Regions from separate parts of the Pan troglodytes genome. Here region 1 is linked to region 2. A link is a contact called in public Hi-C data. All regions are on one chromosome and are shown on one strand. The core of a region is the stretch at or near the end of the contact, and the rest is flanking DNA. Distances in the headings are between cores, read along the strand shown.

Region 1 (6,598 bases), core at 839-3,338, 180 kb before region 2:
CAAGGTGATGGATGTTTAATTATTTTTTTTATGAATGAAGAGTGTGCTATGCAAATGAGGGCGATTCACAAAAAGAGACAGAACATGGCTGCCACTTCTGCTTCTACACTGCACTGACACTGCAGCAATGTACCTCCTTCTACACCCGCTCAGCAGAAGCGTGTGTTTTGGGGTGGGGAGGGAGTAAGGGAGGAGGAAATGTTGTTTGGCCTTTCTCTAGCTATTTTACGTTAAACAGGACTCGGTATAGACTTTATAAAGTTATTTCCAAAAGGTCTGACTTTAGTAATGCACTGTATTTAAAGGAATGCATCCAAATGACTAAGTCCTAACTCACTTAACTCTTTCCAACCCTCCGAAGATAAACAAAAGTTGAACTTAATTACAAGAAAACGGATGCTAATATTCTGCTTGGAATTAAATCCCTTCTCAATAGAAAAGTGTTGCCAACCATTATTTCTCCACGCAGCTGTCACGTTAAAGCAAAACATTTAAAAGACGAAGTACTTCGTTTGGAAAGCAAGGAGAAAGCCCAAATAAGCTAAAACTTAAACCGGAATGCTCTAAAAGTTAATGAAATCACCAACATATTCAGCAATGTAAATTCGGTTACATCAACGCAAATCATGTGTTTTCACATAGCTGAAAGGTAAAAATTAGCATTCAAAATTCTTCTCCGTTCCTGAAGACACGTCCAATATTCACAAAGGTAAACTCTAGCTCAACATCGCCCACACTCCAGGTGTCCTTAATCCTATTAAATTCTAAAAATGTTTCCCTAACCCTATTTTTTACAAGAATCTTACAGGTCATAAGTTTAAAAGGGGGAGGGGGGAGAGGGTGAAGGCTTAATCGGTATTTAAGAGTCACTGACTCATCGAATTAAGATTCAAGAGCAGTTTGCTGCAGGAGGTGCTCCCACACATTAGTTTCCAAGTGAAACAGCTATAAAGGAAGTAGGATGGATACTGAAGGTATGGTGACTGGTATGTGAGTGAAAAAGGACGGGACAGGGGTCTAACAGGCAAAGGGGTAGTTTCTACTCCACTTCCATCCATCCACATTATTCCCTCTCATAGACGTACAATTGCCATCCTCTCCCAACACTTAATCCCCTACCCCAAAAGAAAGCAACTCAATGTGGGAGGATGGGGAGGGGTGCTGCCACTAAAAATGGCTAAAGAAATCAGCTATCTCCAGAAGATGCACTGAACTCTCCAGGGTCGCAAGCTTTCCGGCACCCAAGTTTCGGATGGGTCTGGGGGAGAGCCGAGGGCGGATAGGGGGAGGGGGATTAGCAATCGAGATCAATGAGGCGCTTACTCGTTGTCAGAAGTCGCCGTCTCCTCGCTCATCTTTCCCTCACCGTGATCCGATCTGGAGATGGAGGAGCAACAGCAGGCGGGGGAGCAACAGCAGCACCGAGGGGCAGGAGGCAGCGGCGGCCGGGGGGGCGCGGGGGCAGCGGCACAGGGGCCTCACCATGGTGGATGCCTCACCCAGAACGGTACCCCCCCAGCCGGGAACCCCGGCCACCCCCGCAGGGGGGTGGCGGCAGCAACCTCCGCCGTGGCGACCCCAGCCTCTTCCCCCGCCTCAGTGCCCAGCCAAGGGATCCGAGGAGGCCCGGTGGAAAGGGAAAAAGAGAGGGGCTGCAAAGGCTGACTGGAGAGCTGCTCCTCCAGCCACTGGGGTGGAGCGCAGCGGGGTCCGGCCAGGAAGGAGTCGGCGGGCGGAGAACCCGGGAGCAGAGGCGGCGCTTCCCTCAGGGATGCGGCGAGGAGGAAGCAGAGCTCCGCTCGGTGGGGGCCGGCGGGGGGGTGCCGAGCCCAGGCTCCGGGCAGCGGCGGCGCGGTCCTGCCGGAGCCCACCCCACCATCTCCCGCCTCGCCGCCGGCTGCCCCTCAACCCCCGGCGGCGTCTGGGTCGGTCCTCAGGCGCGGGCAGAGCAGGGCTAGGGGCCCCGCGGCGGCGGATTCCTCCAGACACGCTCCAGCCGGGACTCCTCCTCAGGGGGGTGGAGGGGGCGGCGGGGAGCGTGTGAGGCGAGGGGCAGGCAAACCGATCGTTCCCACCCGACCGGAGAAGAGCGGGCGGGCCCGGGTCCGGGGGGCAGGATCCCGAGAAGCGGCGGGAGAGGACAAGAGCAGCCGCAGGTTCCCCGCCAGCCAGTGCCCACCAGCAGCTCAGCGGGCCAGCTCCTCACGCCCGAGAGAGGGGAGCCGCGAGGGGGGCGGCGGAAGCGCTCACGCCGCCCGCTCCTTCCGCCGCCGCCGCCGCTGCCCGAACCGGGGGCGCCCGCGAGAGAAGGAGGCGAAGTAGTCCCTCGCGACTTCTCCCGGCCGCCCGCTTTCCCCGGAGGCCAGAGCGGGCGCGGGGTGGGGCTGCCGAGCGGGATGCCCAGGCTGTGAGGGTGCGTGGGTAGGACTAAAAGCCGCGGCCTCCGGGCGAATCACTGCAACTCGAAGTCATGTGCAGCATAGCAAGTTTCAGGAAAGTAGTTCCCTCCTCCCTTCATTTCCCAAATCGTTGTCGAGCCACTTAGCGGAGAAAGGGGGGAGGGAGGCGGAGGGATATCCTCCCTGCACCGTGCTCGGTGTGCGTGCGCGCGCTCCAAACTCTTGGCACGCCGCGAAAGGGGGCGGGGGTGGGAGCTGCGAGGGGAGCTGCTAGGGAGGTTGCATTGTTGTGGCGCGTTACTCCCCGTTACTCTGCTTGGAATATCCGGGTTGCTTGAACGAAGAGGCTAGAAAGACAGTGTGCTCAGAGGGGAAATCTGGAGGCTACTCTCTTCTGCCGTGTGTGTGTGTGTGTGTGTGTGTGTGTGTTTTCCTTGCAGAGCAAAGAATGGAACTGGCATGAGTTCATTTTTAGTTAGTGGGGGTTAGAAGCAGGGACTGCAAAGAGAGCTCCTCCTGCTGTCCCCCTGGTTGCACTGCTGCAGTCCCCTAGCTGCATGCACGAAGTGTATGTGTGTGTGTGTGTGTGTGTGTGTGAGAGAGAGAGAGAGAGAGAATATGAGAATGTATGTGTGTTTTAACACCTCGCCTCGCTGCCTGGATTCTTACTGCGCAAGGGGTATGCTATCAGGGCATTCATCTCGGAAAGCTGGAGTGATTGTTAATGGAGAACGACTTCCATTGAAGCCCAGGGTAGGCGTGTTACATGAATCTGGCGCAGCCAGAACGGAGGAAATAACTCCCGCTGCGAGTGAGGTTGCATAACTATAGCGCAGGAGATGCTTCTGTGGCACGAACTGCTCTGAACGGAGGCGGACCGATTGGATAGACAGCTGTCACGAATGCATTGTTAGAAGACAATGTATGCATTCATCTCAAAAGATTTTTGCACAGAAACCTACTGGGGTTGCGGGCTGGAGCCTAAGGTCAGCCCAGCCACAGGAGTCAGAGCTCCTGGCTCTGCAAATTCTATTATCTGTTCTCCACTTAGAATACCAGCCTGTACATGAACCACCTTAGGGGACTGAATCCCAAGTGCTCCCAAGCTCCTGACGCATCTTCCCAGATATAAGTCTCGCCCTGCGTGCAATGTTTTTCTCTTCCTTCTCAGATTTGTGCGACCTAAGAATGAAGGTTGCCGCTGGTGCCACATTAAAGAGAACAATTCCCGAGGGAAAAAAGAAGTTGGGAGAACCTCGTTAACAAGGCAGCACTCCTCTTCTACCATCCCTCTCCAGGAATCGCAGGATTGTTGTTCTGAGAATGAGCGTGCACAGTAGTGCACTGTTAACAGTGTTTTGCACGTAGCAGGTGCTTAATAAATGTTTGACGAATGAACAGAGGCGCTAAACCGGTCAATGTACCCAAAAAACCATCCCATTGATTTCTGAGGTCTCTTTATGTAACTTGATTCCTGCCTCAGCAGCAGCATTGTCCTTACTCTTGAGAAAGAGAGGGGCAATGTTGGTGATGGTCTGTGCTAGACATGACCTCTAAACCTGCCTTTTTGAACTTATTCTTGCCAAGAACTTATACATGGGAGTGTTGATACTGGCCTCTTCCCCTTCCAGGACTACTGTTAACCAGTTAGGCTGCTCAAGTTTCAGTCAAGTACCATCAGTTATAATCTGTGTTCTTATCCAAGTTACTGAAACTCTGGGCCTGCATAAAATGGGGATAATAGTACTTAACTTACAGAGCTGTTGTGCTGATGAACGAGATAATAATATACAGAGTTACTTAGAACAGATTAAGAATTCACAGTAAGAATAAGTCCTAGTTCTTACTACTGTTTTGTCAGAGATAGTAATAAACTTCATGGCAAAATAGTGGCAGGTGCTCTGAGGATTAAATGTAAAGCATTCAATATTCTTGTTCATGCATTCAACAAATAATTATCAGTTGCTAGACACATGGCCTGGTCCTTAGTAAGCCATTAATAAATGAAACTATCACAGTTATTATGATTAAGTAAATAGAAGGAAAGTCGGTCATTTGCAAAGGCCTTTATCTTTTGAAGATTTGCATCTGTTTGAGGTTCTAGTGTATCAAGGAAATTGTCAGTATAGTCTTTGGAAGAATCTTGGTTGTCATGAGCCAGGCACTGTGCTGGCTATTTCCACATTCCACATACACCACACACTGCTTACATAAAGGGAGCAAGATGTGATCAATAGCCCAAATTAATGCTTTAAAGATTGCTCTCAACTCCACGACCAAGACATAGTCACCAAACCATCCACAGCCTTTGGTGGTCCTATGCCATTTCTAGAACACTTTTGTGCCCTTTTTTCAACAACGCATTTGTAGTTCTCTCACCCAGTTGTTAAAGATCTCACCAACTTTTTAAAAATTTGCTTTGGTTTAGCAGAGCTCAGAGTCTTCTACTCTGAAGCAGTCAGAAATGGTGCTACTGCTCAGAGCCAAGGGATCTTCTAGTCTGACTGTCAATCACTGGCTGCTCTATACTCAGGAGGCCTCGACTTATCTATCCGGGTGTCTGGACCTTAAGAGTAAAGAGACGTACCAACCAAAGACAATGTGTGAGATCTTATTTGGATCGTGACTTAAATATTTTTAAATTTGGGACAACTGGAGAGATTTGAACATTAACTGGAGATTTGATGAAAACAAGGAATTTTTTTTAAGTATTGGTTTATGGCAACATTTTCTTCAAGTCCTTACCTTTCAGAGATATGTACTAAAATATTTACAGATGAAACGTTATGCTTCAGAATAATCCACTGGGGTGAGGAGTAGGAAGAATGGGTAAGGATATAGATGAAACAAGATTGGTTATAGATTAATGATGAATACATTCTCTTTACTATTTTATAATTTAAAATGTTCTATAATAATTTTTTAAAAATACACTGCAAGTACTTAAAATGCAGATTCCTAGACCCCAGCTCAGAAATTGTGATCACTAGGTCTATGATGGGGCCATGCTTTTGTAAGTATGCCAGGTGCTTGGCCCTTTTTAGTCCTTCATCATCTACTCCCCCTTTCCTTAAAACCATTTTTGTCATCCTGTCTCCCAGCACATCCGTGATTGAAAGCTGTGTTCCAGCTAAACACAAAAAAGGGTGGCCCGTGGTGTATCATAAGCTTAGATAGACACTGGTCAAGGCCAGAGGGATAGTTCAGTTAGGAAAGGGGATCCAGCCAGATGTGAGAAGCTAAATACAGATCACAGTTTTGTCTTAAGCTCCAACTCCATTCAGTTGGTACTAATCAAGAAGAATTCTATGGCCACATTCGGGCTCAGCAAGAAAGGAGATACTTATATTTGCTCAGTTGTGTTTTCTAGGTAGCCCTGTGGGAAGGAAGCTAGTCACAATAGCTGATTATCACAAGTGACTATCTGTATTATTGTCCTCAGCTTTAGGAATTAGCCACAACCATTTAATGACCTGTTCGAGGTAATTAATTATCAATAGGATCCATGGGCCAAAGAGGGAGGAACAAGAGAACAATTGCCAAGTAATCGCCAGTATAGGATATGATCCAAGTTAAGAAGGTACAAGTGGATTCTGAGTTCCATGTAGGTATCAGGCCAGGGTTTATTCACAAGGACAGCAAAAAGTAGACTGTCCTCACTGAGCCACTGGCAGATGGCATGCTATTCTCCTATTCAAAGTTTCTTTTCTTTTTTTCACATTGCTCAGCCCATAGTAATCATCTTTCTTATGAGTTCAGAATTGGTCTTCTCAGATTCTTTTATTTTTGCCTTTGCTGTTTATACTTGTGTTGATAATTATTATTTTTGCTGATTCATTCTTTATGAGTTTATATTTGTTTTCCCAATTAAATTTTAGTGACTTGAAGGTAGGGGCTGCCCTTTATATTTTTTGGCATCCTTTTTAGCAGTGGTCGTAAGTAATAGTGGCTTTTTAGGTGAAATACTATACCAGAGCCTTGACTATATATAAAAATGAAGCTATACTGACTGGCACTGGAGTCGAAATCAGGAATCCCCTCTGGCTTCCTATTGGGACTTAATACTATTGCAGTTTAGCATTTCACATACACTGTGCCTTGCACTAGAAGCTCTCATCAGATATTTGTATTCTTGAGAAGCCAAAAGAGGAGACAGCCATGCCAACATATGAGGTTCTAAAAGTACATAAAATACAAGT
Region 2 (7,056 bases), core at 4,297-6,796:
TTCGGTGTGAAATTAGCAAGTCCTCACATGGCCTTCTTTCTTTCCAAGTGGAGTAGGATGAGGCAGATTCTTCCTCCTGTGGCCTTCAGGCATGCCATTGTAGCCCCTCCCTTGCTGAAACACAAAAACCTATGTCTTCGCTGGAGCTTTCCTGGCTTCCAAGTCTAGACCTCTGTGTCCAGTGTGTCCCCACGTGTTTGTGCCTCAAGTATCAGTGAAGCCTAGTGTGAAAGAGATCAGGCCCAGGAGTCACATTGTGTGACTTGGCCATTTAACATCTGTGTGACCTTGATAAAGTTAAAATTAACCCCTCTCAGCTTTGGTCTGTTTTCTGTAAAATGGGGGTAGTAATAGCATCTTCCTCATAGGCTATTGTGAGCATTCAATGAGGTAATGCGTGTAAAGTGCTTAGTATGGTACTTGGTATATGACAAGCACTCCTCTGTCTCTATCTGTGTGTATACTGATTCATTTTGTACATTTAGAAATAACCCATGCAAAGTAATCCTATCTCCATTTTAAGATTGTGAAGGTTTTTTCCTGCAAGACGAAAGAAGTCTTGGAGTAGCAAGTAACCAGTTTTTATTTCGTTGTATTTTTTAACCACACCAAGGATGCAATACAGTCGGCCCTCTGTATCCGTCAGTTCTGCATCCATGGACTCAACCAACCGCAGATAAAAAATATTCAGAAAATAAATTCCACAAAGTTCCAAAAAGCAAACCTTGAATTTGTCCCACGCCAAGTACTACATTGAATCCAGGAGAATCAAGTGATGTGTAGGCATTGTTTAAGGCATCGTAAGTTAATTTAGAGACGAAGTAAAGTATAAGGGTGGATGTGCATAGGTTATATGCAAATATGTTGCATTTTATATACGGGACTTCAGCACCCAGGGTTTGGGTTATGGGTGGGGATGTGTCCTGGAACCAATCCCAACGGATACGGGGGAATGACTGTACTTTGAAGAGACAGAGTAGCAATGTTCAAAATGCAGGAAGTGAAAGAAACACAGAGAGCATTCTTTGGAAAGATACTTGAAGGTTTTTTTCTAATCCTCAGTTCAAACCTGGGTTCCCACCCTTTTCCCACCAACTCAGAGAAAACTTTTTCTGACACAAAGGGAGAAAAGAAAACATATTTTTGAACAACACTTTTTTCTTGGAGGTTTTCTTTTTGAAAATTATTTTTAAGTTTGAGGCAATTTTTACTGGGATGAACCAGCTTCTTTTGGAGGGCGGACAAGTCTCTTCCCCTCTTAGATCTTATCTGCTTCTTATCTGTAAAATGAATGCATTAGGGTTGATAAGTCTTCCTATATCTGGTGTTCTTTGATTCTGCCATTCCCTGTTTAAGCCAGAGCCTAGGAATCTAGATCTGGAGGCTGTTTCTGTTTTAGATTGTGCACTAGAAATTAAGCACACACCGCCCCAACTCCCCCAGCTGCCTGAGACTTAAGAAAAAGTGAGACTGCAGTCCTTTGATTTGGCGTTAGAGCTCTCCGTGGCATTGACCTGTTGTTGGTCTAACGTGTGGGGCCAGAAGAAGTGTGCTCGAAATCTGTGAACATGGTTGCTGAACAAACGCGTTTTGCTTTCTTTCTTTTCCTTTTTTCCTTTTTCCCAGGAGTGAGGAGGGGGAGGAAAAAACTGGTCTTTGTTGTGAAGCCACGGTCCCAAACTTGAACCTAGAGGAATGTAAAAGCTCTGAAAAAAGTTAGGGAGCAGCCTTGCAATTATGCACTCAGTCACAACAAGAGGGTAAGAACTTTCAAGGCACTGGATTGAAGAGACACAAAAGTCAGGAAATGACCCTTTCGTCGGGATTTCAGAGGCCGCAGAGGAGAAACAAAGTCCTCTCACAACTTGGGAAACTTCGGACCGTACCATCCCGAGGGGGCAAGGGTGGGGGAGGCCAGGAGAGGGCAGTGGAAATTGACATCTTCGTTCTCAACAAGCCGTGAGTAAACTGAGGATTTCCCGGCTGAAAGGACTCAGTGTCTGCCTGTCCCCGGCCCAGAAATGAAAGCGAGTTTCAGCCGATCCTCATTGTGGGGCCTGCTGAAAAAGCAGCCCGGGTCGCCCCGGCCAGCCCCGGCGTCCTGAATCGGAGCCCTGTGCGCGCCAGGCCGGGCCGCGCGCCCGGGTTGCAGGATGGCGTGCCCAGGCCAGCCCATCTGCGGCCGCGGGCCGGCGGGGAGGAAGCGTCCCTGGGGATGAATGGGGCTTTGTTCGTAGGCAGCCGCGGCTACCCTCTGCAGGCCCGGCCCGCACAACAGAGGCTGTATGCGAGAGGAATGGAAATGAGCCTCAGGCCCTGCCGAAGGAGCCCCATCCCCTTCCCCGCGCGGGGCTGAGGAATGCTGGCCAGCCGGAAAGGAACCCTCGCTGGGAACGCCGCTCTCGCGCCTCTGAAACCCCATTGAGAAGAACCCTTTGATGCAATTAAAGCGCATTTCATTGCAGGCCTGGGAGGAGGGAACGACCGGCAAGCTTTTTTCTGTCTCGGACGTGTGTATGCACCTTTGTGGGCCGGGTTACTTAGAGACCAGGCGGGAACTTGAGCTCCCTCCCTCGCAGACGTTCTGTAACATCAGAAAAGCGTACCCATAAACAGATTGGTTTTCACCAGGGGTGGAACCCAGTTTGGACACGATCCAGGCTGACCTGCAGGCCGGGGTTCCTACTTTGAAAGGCTCTTTGGTGCGCCTTACACCCACCTTCCCTGCTGTAAAGGTTTAGGCGGAAAAGAAATTGCGTTTGCAGGAGGAAGTTGTTTCTGAGGTTACTGCTCAGCATTTTCCATTTTCTCAGTGGTGGGGTGGGCCGTGTCGCATATCCAGAAGTGATGTCACAGCCAGACCTGCAAAATGATGTAACCTGCAAGTGTTGAAGGACGACGATGGGACAGCTATTTTGATACTCGTATTATTTTATAACATTTCCCTGCTTTTTCCGTTGAGACAACTGTGTGACCTCAGAAAATCCACATAGCCTCTCTGAACTTAGTATTTTTTTGTGTGTTAAAATGAGTATCACAAAGCCGGAGAACGAATGTGATGAAGTTCTGGGTGCTTGTGGAATTCTTTCTAAGTTGGAGGTGGACACTTTATCTACCTGCACAGGTGGAAGATATGTGGGTCTGGAACTCCGGTAAACAAAAAGATCCTATTGGGACCTCTATTTGGTTGACTTTGTGTCACTTTTTACTAGGGCTAATTGTCTAATGTCTCTTTCCACTAGTGTATGCCTCCTTGAGAACATGAACCTTTAAACAACAACAACAACACCACCACCACCACCACCACCACCAAGACAAAGTCCTGTCTGCTCTCCCAGGCTAGAGTGCAGCGTGCAATCGTGCAATCGCAGCCTACAGTAAGGTAGAATTCCTGGCCTCAAGCTATCCTCCTGCCCCACCGTGGCCTCCTGAAGGGCTCCGATTACAGAAGGGAGCCACTGCACCCAGCCAAACCTGTCTTTTATTCTGTATCTCCTGTGCCCAGAGCAGTCCCTGGCCCTGATAAGGGCTCAACAAATATGTTGAGTGAATGAACAAGTACATTCAGGAGTGTAGGGATTGATACTAACTTGTTGGCTGTTTTCTGTTCCTTATAAATCTAAGTAAGAAATAGGGAGAGCATGGTAGGTATTTGGGGTCCTCGGCGAGGCAGAAGTTCAGGAGAAGTTTGAAGGAAAGGGTAGGAAAACATTTTTGAGAGCACAAACATGCTACAAGTGTTTCCTGAAATGCCCCAAAGGAGAGTGCAGCACTCAGGTGGAGGAGTCATTTTTTCCAAGTGAGTGGATGGTTAATACTGGCAAACATGAATCATGTTTTATATTCATAAGGAGTGTGCCTAGTCAATCACTGATTCTTTAAACACCCCAGAGAAGCAGGGCGGGAAGAGTAATGGCCATGCATGATGGACATCGTTGTTTCTTATACGTTGCTCTAAATGTGTCCCCATGGTTCTTGTTATTTTGGGCCTGGTTTAGACTTCTATTTGGTTGCTTTCCTCTGAGGTCTGGAATACACGAATATGTTTTCCACTCAGAAAATCCAATACACTTTTGCATCCCAATCAGGAAGTTGATAAACATGAGATAGTAGAGTACTTGCTACCTTAAATATACCTCCACATGTCTGCAGGAAATACCATTCAAGTAATGCCTAGGTAAGCAAATGCATGCTCCTGTCTTTTTCCCTCACTCTTACACCACACACACACACACACACACACACACACACTGATCAGATGGTAATATAAAGTCTGTTTAAAGATGGGACCTCCACGATTCCTTGTTTGTGTCAGGGGCAATATGCGAAACACACGGCTGCCCACAACTTTGTTTCTTGTCCTGTGGGTCCGTTTGGCTTTTTGTCTTGATGTGGGCATCAACCCTGAGAGTGGAGACTGTTTTTCAGACTGTCCCATTCGTGTCTGTTTAACCAGGTGAATACAACCCACTTAAAAATCTCACATGTGAGGTGATTCCAGGATAGAACAAAAGTTGTACAACAGTAACAGTTGTGGTTTCCCTCCCTTTACAGAACTAGTGAGTTTTCATCAAATCATTGGGTATTTCTGTTTCTTTCTGATTTACAATATGCTTTTGTAGAGCACCTTTATCCTCATTTCAGATTGGTCATTACTAGGCAGTGACTTGAGTCGATCTACCTGACGCTAGCAAATAATCAATGATTCAGAAGGGATTAGTGAAAGCAAGGATCAAAGGTTCTTGTCTGACTACCTCCATAAAGTCAAAAATCTCAAGTGATCATGTTTTATAAATTTTGATTTACTTGTTTTTTTAAAAAGACTATACCTATTTATCTGGAAATACAATTCATTAGCACCTTTTTTCTTAAGAACCTAGAACTCCACATGTTTGGGAATTGTGGATGAGGATAAAGTTTGCAGAGACAGGTCCCAGAAGAGAAAAAAACAAGGATGGTCATTCCGTACTGCCAATTAAGAAATAACCTCAGAGAGGTAAAGTGGCTTGTCTGTTGTCACAAACGGTGGAATTAGAGTTGGATCTCTATTCTCCTGATTTCCAAGACTGTCCTCAAGGCCTCTAGTGCTTTAATGCCAGGGAAGCCTGCTATTTAGATAGAGACCAGACTCTGCATCCCAAGGGACATAAGAAAGCTGCCTCGTCTGATTTGATAAGATTGAGATAGCTATATTGCATACTGCTTTTCCATTTTTGGAAGGTATACATTATTAGCTCAGCTTCCCTTTTCTTCTGCCTTATTTGTCCAGAAGCCAGAAACGTGAAGAGAAGACCTCGCCTTGATTTGCCAGATGACCCCTGGCCTTTTTAGTCAAGTTCCTGGAGAAGTTAGGGTGGAGACTTATTTGTCCTGTGTTTGGGGCAATAAAAGGGGAGGGGCCGCCTCCTCCAGCCTGTTCTAAAAAGCCAAAAAGCAAGGCTGTTTACTCAGACCTGGGCTACTAAGTGCTGGGGTGGCCCATGTTGACTTAAATGAGCCCTTGCAGTTAGGTGGGGCTCTCTGGAGCTGTTAGTCATGTGAGGTTGCCAGGGCAACTTAATGTCTTATGAGTTGGAATGCTTCAAGAAGTACAAAGAGGAGACTACAAGAGTGCATTACAACTTACAGTCATATGTGCAATAACATGTCATCTTTCCTAATGGGGCTTTTATTTTTATTTTATTTTGTGGGATTGAAAGATCAGAAGCCGGAAATTATCTGGAGAGGATAAAGAAAAGGAAAAATTAAAGGAGGGGGCTATTTCTGTTCCTTATGTGGGCAACGATTAAACAAGGAGAACATCTGGTCCTGGAGCGGGTCTCTGCAGCACTGCTTTTAATTACCCCGTCATTTGGTCTCATGCTAAATTAGTGACTGTGGGAGCAGCTCAGATCTCCAAACTGACAGCCCCGAAGAGCTCAACTTAGCCTGCCACATAGTCAGAGGGGAAACACGGAGCTTCCGGTTTCATATTTAAACCAGGGATTGACTCATAATTGTAGCTGTCAGGAGGGTGATGGAGACATTATGTAATCTGGTTCTTATGGCGATGTGTGTTTAAGGTTTCTGCTCTGTAAATTCCAGAGGAAATTTTGTGTCCATTGAGGGAGAGCTTGCTGGCTGCTCTGTGGTGTGCCCTGCAGGGTAATTACAGTGCTATTAAAGGTTCCTAAATCTGCCTGAATCCAAACATGAATGAATTTCCCCCTGAAAGGCCCTCCTGTTTTTCCATAGACTTTTAAATGTGGATGAGGTTAGGCGAAATCTGGCAAACTGCAAAGAGGCAGTATGCTGGCCCAATAGGGAAATGTAATAATGGCAAGCCATTCAGGTCCACAACTATTTTTTTTCTGGACCACGTAGCTTCCCTTACTATTTCCCATCATTTCCAGTCTCAGAGATTCTGAAAGCGGACACCAGTTGCTTCTGGAAACAAAGCGATGAAGCTGTGGATCATTAGTTCCATTTTCATGCTGCTTGTTCCTTGCCTCTCAGAGGTTTCAGCACATCTGTGGACTGGTGTAAGTTTGCAGGGCAGCCAAGGAAGGCTTGAGGCAGATCCAGTGTTTGCTGCCATCAAAAAAAAAAAAAAAGAAAAGAAAAGAAAAAAAAAGTCAGATGAGGCTGTTTAATTTTAAACTAAAAAGAATGTGCTTTTAACTATTTTGCTTCAGGGAGACTTGTGGTATGATGTGATTGTTCTCTGTACCCAAGTAATATAAGTTTTGGCTGCATGATAAGAAGGATTCATTCATAGAGAATAGTGCTGATATTAGAAGAATAACAGTAAAGACAAAATAGAATTTTAAAGGGTGAATGGGAGTTATGGTGGTGGAGTGATGAGGACTGAAACCCTCAGACACCCCCTGATTGCTGATCTGGCTGACCCAGAGTTCTTGCATCTGTTTCTGTACTTTTCCTCTCTTTCTTAAAAAATCCCCAGTCCACCAGTACTTGGAGTGCTATACTTGGCCTTTTCATGACATCGCAGAAGACAATGGAATATAAAAAGTAGTTTTAGTCAAAATTAATAGCTACCTGTGTAAAAATACGTCA

The links. A called contact is a pair of places that touch in the nucleus more often than the background predicts.
Region 1: a Hi-C map of stem cell-derived neural progenitor cells shows a contact between it and region 2, with 4 times the contacts expected there. The contact joins the promoter of SPRED1 here to the enhancer-like site in region 2. A contact is called at or near these places in 1 of 7 Hi-C or Micro-C datasets (stem cell-derived neural progenitor cells) and 1 of 1 datasets of contacts at active chromatin or transcription factors (stem cell-derived excitatory neurons).

What each region holds. Positions count from the first base shown.
Region 1 is chr16:30,198,145-30,204,742 of NHGRI_mPanTro3-v2.0_pri, reverse strand. It overlaps SPRED1 (sprouty related EVH1 domain containing 1), which reads right to left and starts at 2,088. Exons shown (of 8, transcript XM_063794713.1): 1 at 1,324-2,088. The coding sequence starts at 1,355.
Region 2 is chr16:30,017,546-30,024,601 of NHGRI_mPanTro3-v2.0_pri, reverse strand. LOC107968588 (a long non-coding RNA gene) reads left to right here and starts at 1,861. Exons shown (of 9, transcript XR_010151594.1): 1 at 1,861-3,152; 2 at 3,243-3,382. Within about 2 kb of position 5,546, at least 12 of the 24 cell types and tissues checked have an H3K27ac peak or open chromatin away from gene starts, as enhancers often do. A contact at or near this core is called in stem cell-derived neural progenitor cells, where this site is marked.